Linked DNA regions of Mus musculus: region 2 is linked to region 1. A link is a contact called in public HiChIP or PLAC-seq data. All regions are on one chromosome and are shown on one strand. Each heading gives the region's core, a stretch centred on a gene start, on an enhancer-like site or on the middle of the called end of the contact. The rest is flanking DNA. Distances are from core to core; before and after follow the strand shown.

Region 1 (3,682 bases), core at 644-3,143:
TATGTCAGCTGTTTACTGTGGCAGTTCAATTTCCAACTCTGCAGCTAGAGATCTGAGGCTGATGCTCACGGGAGAACTCTTTATCAGTCCCCAAGATGAAAACACTGGGTTTTTGCTAATTACAGTAACTTGCAGGCATTCCAAAGGCTCAGTTGGAGGGGAAGGACCTAATCCACAACCCTGAATGCGTGGCTTCAGCAGTGGGGGAGGGGCATGAGAACAAGCATGCAGTGTGGCCACCTTAGGGCTATGTGTGAAAATAAACACCCAAGTGCCAGCAGAGCTCCACAGACAGCAAAGAGAAGAACGCTGGGGGGTGCGGAGGGGGTGGGAGAGAGACTGGTATCTACCATGTCTCCACGTTCTCCAGCTCTACCCCAAATGCAAGGAATTCTAAGCATTGGTTATAGCCATTTTGTAGGAAGCAGCTTAGAATGTGTTTGGTGGAGAGGAGTCAGCAACAGGGGTGGGATGGACGGAGTGGAGGAGAAGGAAGAATTGTGAACGACACACCATAAAGTGCACATCAAATGCACTCCAATGTTTGCTACAGTGACAGGTTTTTAGCCAGAAACATCTCTAACCCAGTGACCACAGAGCACAGTGGCCACGGGACAGAAATGAGACACTGAAATTTATTATTATTAACTTAAATGCAAGGCAAAAAGGGTGTCTGGATGTATGTGATGTATGGAGTCTTCCTCCTGTTCCAAGGCAAGGATAGCCCCTCATTTTGGGGGGAAGGTTCAAGATAGGGTTTCTCTGTGTAAACCTAACTGTCTTGGAACTTGCTCTGTAGACCAGGTTGGCCTCCCCCTCAGAGATCCGTCTACGTCTGTCTCCCAAGTGCTAGGATTAACAGAGTGTGCCCAGCAACAGGCCATTTCTTAGTTTAAAATATTTGGTTGGGGCTATGCAGAAATCTCTCATATTATTATTTCATCTTGAGGCAGCTACCCTTTACTCAACCTTACAGGGTTGGTTTTGTTTTGTTTTGTTTTAGCTATAGTGAGACTAACCCCGCATCTTGCCTGCCCACATCACAGTGCAGCTGGGATGACTGTTTCTTCATGAAGCCTGCTAGTTTCCCTTCTGGGCTGTCACCTCATGTTCTGGTCACCTGTGCCTCATCATCTTAAATCTTGAGCACCCTGAGGGCATCCTTAGCCCCCAGCACAGAGACAGCACCGATAGCTGTTGAGAGGCATGGTGTTTCCCTGGGACTCACTGTCTCCTCTGTCGCCCCTTCTGCCTACAATGAAAGAGCTGATTACAGCTCTCTTCACTGTTTACAATTCTGACTGGATGCTATAAATGAATGCTATAAATAGCTCACTTATGCGATTCAGGTTTTCTTGACCTACCATCAGGATGTGGATGTAATTAACTAAAAAGTTACCAGCCCTAAAATAATTTTTCTTAGACATCAAGTGTGGCTGACAGACTGCAGTAGCGGGGGGGGGGGGGGGATATGGAAAATAGAAGCAGACAGAGAATGGGTCAAACACATGCCAAGAGACATCTCAACCTCTATGATTCCGAGGGGTCTGGTCTGTAAGGAGAAGAGTCACTGCCTGCCGGGAACAGGCTTTGAAGCCACTGGCACAGGCAGCAGGATTACAGAGCCCAGGACTGGGGTTAAAGGGAAATAAGGGTAGATTATCAACAGTAGCCAATGGTTACTTATTGCCATTTACAGCCTCTTCAGCCTCCTTTTACTTCAGAAATCCCTTTTAACATCTTTGATCTCACCAGGAGCTCACAGGAAACTGACAGTTTGTCTCTAAATACTCACCGAAAGACTAGTTTTAGCTGCCATACCCACATTCAACTCATTTCCCCCAGGGGAACCAGACTATTTTGCCTTCAAAAAGGTAGTGAAAGAAGACTGGGAGGAGAGAAAGGGGCAGGAAGCCAGCATCTGCATGGAGCATCTGCCTGAGTGTATGGCACCTTAGATGACTTTCCTACTTAATCCTACAAATGAAATGCTTTGAGTTGGAGAAAACATGAGTCAGAGAACTGAAAGGCCACTTGCTGTAGGTCTCACAGCTCCTAACTGGTATTGCCTGGCTTGCTTGGTGCCGAACTCCTACCTCCTGGATTGCAAAGAACAGCATAATGTGTTCTGCACAGGGGACTTAAGTATGCACTGAAGAGAAAGAAAGAGGCAGAGAGAGTCTGTCTACGGAATGGCCAAACCGTGGCCTGGGTGGTCCATTAATGAGAGAATCTTTTATTCCTGCTTCTTCTCACTGGCTTCATCTGGGTATTTCAGCCAAATGAAAACGAGCCCTTCATGCCCTATCAAGGGACAGCAAAAGGGGCAACCATTACCTCTACCTCCAAAATAGTAGTAGACTGTCTACTCTACGATGACCGCTTTCCCACAGGTGAAAGGAGATCAGGAGGAAGGGAAGTGGAGGAAGAGGAGAGAAGAGATTACACGTTTTAAGGGACCCAAGGAATGTTACATGTACATTTAAAGGTTTCAAAATAAAATAAGTCAGTCTTAAATGACTGCTATTCAAAATTAAAACACCAAACCTCTAATTTCTCAGTCCCAACAGATCAACAAATCAGAGAAGTGAAGAGATCATTCTTTGAAAATCTAAAAAGCTGCCCGTGGAGGAGAAGCCAGGCTCTTAGTTCCAGCCGGCAACACTGCAGCAGCTGGGCAGAACTGGCCAGGAATTTCTCTGCTCTAGGATAAAGGCCTTCTTAGAACTGCCTCTGCTTGGCAATGGAGAAAGCCATCCATCTTAGGAAGCAAGCAGCTGCCTGGTTCCAGACGACTATCTATCTGGAATCTCCTGGTCTGGAGCCCCACCACCACACACACACACACACACACACAAACACACATCTCCTGGTCTGGAGCCCCACCACCACCACACACACACACACACACACACACACACACAAGCCCCACCACCACCACACACACACACACACACACAGACACACACACACACACAAGGTGGGCTGGACCATGTGGCTTTCTCTTTTGGGAAACAAAACTACGATGATAAATTTAATTCAGTCCAGAGGTCCTGGAGAACACACACACACACACACACACACACACACACACAAGGTGGGCTGGACCATGTGGCTTTCTCTTTTGGGAAACAAAACTACGATGATAAATTTCATTCAGTCCAGAGGTCCTGGAGAACCCACCAGGTAAAGCAAGCTGCGGAGGAAAAGCTTTCTAAAACAAAAGTGGTCCCCACCCTACCAAGCGGGTCACACCAAGAGTCAGAAAAACAAGATGTCATGCATACATATAGTAAGGCTAAAATACCCAAACACCAAGTGCTTGGGAGGTAGAAGGCTGAAGTTTGAGTGGCCTGGAGGAATATGGGCTGAGGGGAGATTTATAGTTCAAATGAGCATGGGGTGGGGGTAAACAAGGCGTGTTTTGGCAGGAGGGTGTAAGTATGTCTAATGGCAGGAGGGTGTAAGTATGCCTAATGTTTAAAGTGGAAACAGGCTGTGAGATGCCTAGAATACCAGGAGGAAAACTTAAACTCTCAACTGCGAGCAGTGGGGAGGCAGCAGGCAATTTCTGAAATGAAAAGAAGACGAAACCAATATTCTGCATAGCTTTAACAAGCTACTTTTGTTGGAAAAATAATCTACACGTATGGATGTACAGGCAGACACCTAAGGGAGCCAG
Region 2 (3,682 bases), core at 516-3,015, 160 kb after region 1:
AGCAGAGGTGGGGGTGGGGGTGGGTGGAGGGGGTAAGGGTGGGAGGGCAAACAGGAAGTCCTTAGAGACACTAGGGACATGGTCTGTCCTTGTGTCTGGGCTCAGGAGGCACACTGAGCCTGTCTCCTCCCAGTCCCCCTTAACACCATCATGGCCTGCTCAGAGCACCTGATTTTTATGGGCTGTGCTGGAAGAGGCCTGTAGGGTCAGTTAGAGCCAAGCCTGGCACCAGGCAAGGGCCACTTCTCTCTGCCAGACAGGATTAAAATCCTCCAGGCCAGCCGGGCGTGGTGGCACACGCCTTTAATCCCAGCACTCAGAGGGTTGGGGGGAGGCAGAGGCAGGCAGATTTCTGAGTTCGAGGCCAGCCTGGTCTATAAAGTGAGTGCCAGGACAGCCAGGGCTACATAGAGAAACCCTGTCTCGAAAAACCAAAAAAAAAAAAAAAAAAAAAAAAAAATCCTCCAGGCCTATTCCCAGGGCTGGGCTGACCCAGCAGAAGCCAGAGAACATTCTGAAACATGTCACCTCTATCTCCCACCAAAGAGGGACACTAATCAGTCAACCAGTCTGACTTCAGAATATTCAGGTTAACTGCTATTAAATATAATAGAGGTGAACATATACCAAGTAGCACACACCTCCCTGCCTAGGACTGTCTGGAAAGATAACAAGAAGGACTCCGTGGGTAAAGGTGCTTGCTGCCAACCTGACGCCCTGAGTTCGATCCTCCAGAACCCTCGTGGTGAAAGGAAAGAACTGGCTACCAAATGTTCTCTTTCTGACATTCACAGGCAATGCTGAGGCAAGCGCCCCTTCAGCATACACAGTCGATTAATGTATGTACCAATCATTTTAAAAGAGAAATATGACTTATCTTAGAGAGTTTTCATAAGCTCTTGGAGATTGGTGCTGACCCCACCCCAACTCCTGTGTGTGTGTGTGTGCGTGTGTGTGTGTGTGTGTGTGTGTGTGTGTGTTCCTAAAGACTGAACCTATGGCTTCACACATGCTATAGGCCCCACTACTGGGTTACATCCTTAGGTCCTCTTCCTCTTCTTCCTGTCCTTTTTAAATTTTGAAACAGGACTGACCTGGAGCCTTTGTTCGCAGTCACATTGCCTCAGCCCCTGAGGTTACAGGCTGCAGCTGTCTCCATACTCAGTTAAAGGAACTCAGACCCAGGAAGGGGAAGCTGTTTACCAGAGCTTCATGGCTCTAGAGGTACCTGGGGTTTTAGACTGACTCCATCACTCTTATTTATACACTGCATAGCTCGCCACCGAGCATCTCTCGTTGCTTAGACACATGGTTAACACAGCGTATACAGCAGAGATGGAGGAGAGCCACTCTCTGGCAAGATCACCAAGATGGGGCCTGAGGCAGAACCGACTCCAGGGTCAGGGATTCCTGGACACAGTCAGTTAGGACTTAAGACTTGGTCATCAGAGGAAGGGGCTGGGATCATCTGCCCCAAGACACATGGTACTTAGAGAGGCGAAGTGCTTAGCCATTCTAACTTTTTCCGGACCAGAGATGACTGGGTGGGATCTGGATCTGGCCCCTTGGCACCCTCTGTGGGTGCCTTGAGGCTTAGCTGGGATGTCTCTTGGGGCAGGGTGGGGATGACAGCTTTTTCCGTTGCTGGTTCCCATCAAAACCATCCCAGGAAGAACTGAGGTGTAGCTCAGTGGTGAAGCACTTTCCTAACACGCACAGGAGGGTGGGCGGCGGGATGGTGGTTCACAGAGCAGCTGTTCTAAGGGGCAGAGGGCACCCACATCCTGTCCCATTACTCCACATAAACATCTGTGAGCTAGGAGCCCCTCTGTGGGTGCCTTGAGGCTGAATAAGACTGAATCAGAACTGACTTAGTGGAAACCTCTGCCCACGGCTTTCTCCAGTGGGATACTGTGGTCAGACCAGACCCAACTGCTAGTCCACACATGGCCAGCAATGCATGCCAAAAGGCACTGTTGGGAGGGAACACTCATCCCGGGGCTCTGTCAGGCCACATCCTGCCTCAGAAAGACCTTAGGAGGTACTTAGGAGGATAGGAAACTGCAGTCCCAGCAGGACCCGGACAGCGCCGGGGCTGGAGCTGGTTTTGGCGTTCTTTTCTTGTGTGACATTTTCTTGAAGCTGTGGACAAAGGGAACACCCCCCTGAGTGGCCCCCAGAGAGTGCTCCCCTGGGGATGGCTTTCCCCACCTTCTCTCAGGACATCGCTGAGGTATGGGGGCTTCTCGGGGCAAAGGCTAATCAGTGCAGCAGCTTTACAGACAGACACAAATAGAAAGGCTTGCTCGTGGCGAGACTGTTGGCCTTCACACGTTCTTCATTGAGAGGAAATCCACATAAAAAAAACCAAACCCAAAAAACTCACCAGTGGCAAGTGAGCAATCTGTGGTTCTCATGTATTTCCAGTACTGTGTGATACTCGTCACTAATCGATTCCAGAACACTCCCTCACTTATAAGAAACCCTGTTACTTTCTTTTCCCACCTCCCCTTACTCTACTTCCTGTCTCCGTGAATTTGTCTGGGTCACATGCCAGGAGACCTTTGTGTCTGGTTTCTTTCTCTTAGCTTAATGCTTTCAGTGCTGTTTGTGCTGAGGGACAAATCAACATTCCTCATTGTTCAGGGCTGATGACACATTCACAACTCTGTCCTATTTGTGTTGTCTAAACATCGGCCACTGCACACCTGAGCTGAGGGCTGTGGTGAATCAGGATCAGGATGCACGAAGATCCGGGTGAAGCCTGCGTGAGGTCATGTTTTTAATTCTTTGTGCATTTAACTGGAGTGGGATTGCACAATCATATGGTAACCTTGTTTGACTTTCAGGGGGGGATGCTAAGTTGCTTCCCAAGGGTAATACTATTTCACATCCCACTGTCTTTGCGGCTTTCAACCACTACCCAACCTCACTCACTATTTACATGTGATGCATGTGTGTATACATGTTTGAATGCACATGTGTGTGCACATGCCCATGTATACTAGAGATTGATATCGCCCTTTGGGAGAGATCCAAGCTCTGAAGACTTTCCCAGGCTCTTGTTTGGTGTGTGGGCGAGGCCTGAGTGACAGAGGTCCCCAGGGTCTGCACAAGCTGGTTTCTCTTCTGTCTCCCTCTGTTCTGCCTTTTTTTTTTTTTTTGGTCCCCCTTGAGGCACGGAGTTCTGGGGTTTAGATGGTGGTAGGGCTGACTCTCAGCCAACCCATCTTGATTCCCAAGGATAAGGGAGAGCTAACCTGGAGGTGGGAGGCCTGGGAGAAGCAGGGCCAAGCCTGGCTGGCCCATGGTGTCCATGATCTGTCCTGCCTTCCTAACTCCCAGCACAGAGCAGCAGACTGTTAAAGGGAAGGTTTACTCAGTGAACTCATGCTTTGTAGAACTAAGGTGAGGGCGGTGGCTCTTGATCTACATCTGCCTTGACTCAGTGTCCCAGTGAGTCATTGACCATATCATAAGTCATATGCTTATATAGATGTGTGTGTGTGTGTGTGTGTGTGTGTGTGTGTGTGAGAGAGAGAGAGAGAGAGAGAGATCCTGTTCTACCGACACGCTCTTGGTACCAGTAAAGGCAAAGGTAGTGCCTATAAGGTATTAAAGGTGGATACAGGATGCTCAGGCCTTGCCTGAGCCTAGAGGGTCATTTCTTTACACTGTAATC

The links. HiChIP or PLAC-seq counts read pairs in DNA pulled down with a chosen protein or histone mark.
Region 2: an H3K27ac HiChIP or PLAC-seq map of double positive thymocytes shows a contact between it and region 1, with 2.3 times the contacts expected there. The contact joins two enhancer-like sites. A contact is called at or near these places in 6 of 115 datasets of contacts at active chromatin or transcription factors (the 230-238 cell line, T-cell acute lymphoblastic leukemia, bone marrow-derived macrophages and 2 more) and 1 of 9 other capture datasets (liver).

Annotation. Positions count from the first base shown.
Region 1 is chr9:57,812,333-57,816,014 of GRCm38.p6, forward strand. All of the region lies in intron 2 of Arid3b (AT rich interactive domain 3B (BRIGHT-like)), which reads right to left. Among named protein-coding and RNA genes, the nearest start is that of Arid3b, 23 kb to the right of the region's middle. Within about 2 kb of position 1,894, at least 36 of the 459 cell types and tissues checked have an H3K27ac peak or open chromatin away from gene starts, as enhancers often do. A contact at or near this core is called in T-cell acute lymphoblastic leukemia and double positive thymocytes, where this site is marked.
Region 2 is chr9:57,970,451-57,974,132 of GRCm38.p6, forward strand. No RefSeq gene overlaps it. Among named protein-coding and RNA genes, the nearest start is that of Sema7a, 32 kb to the left of the region's middle. Within about 2 kb of position 1,766, at least 144 of the 459 cell types and tissues checked have an H3K27ac peak or open chromatin away from gene starts, as enhancers often do. A contact at or near this core is called in T-cell acute lymphoblastic leukemia and double positive thymocytes, where this site is marked.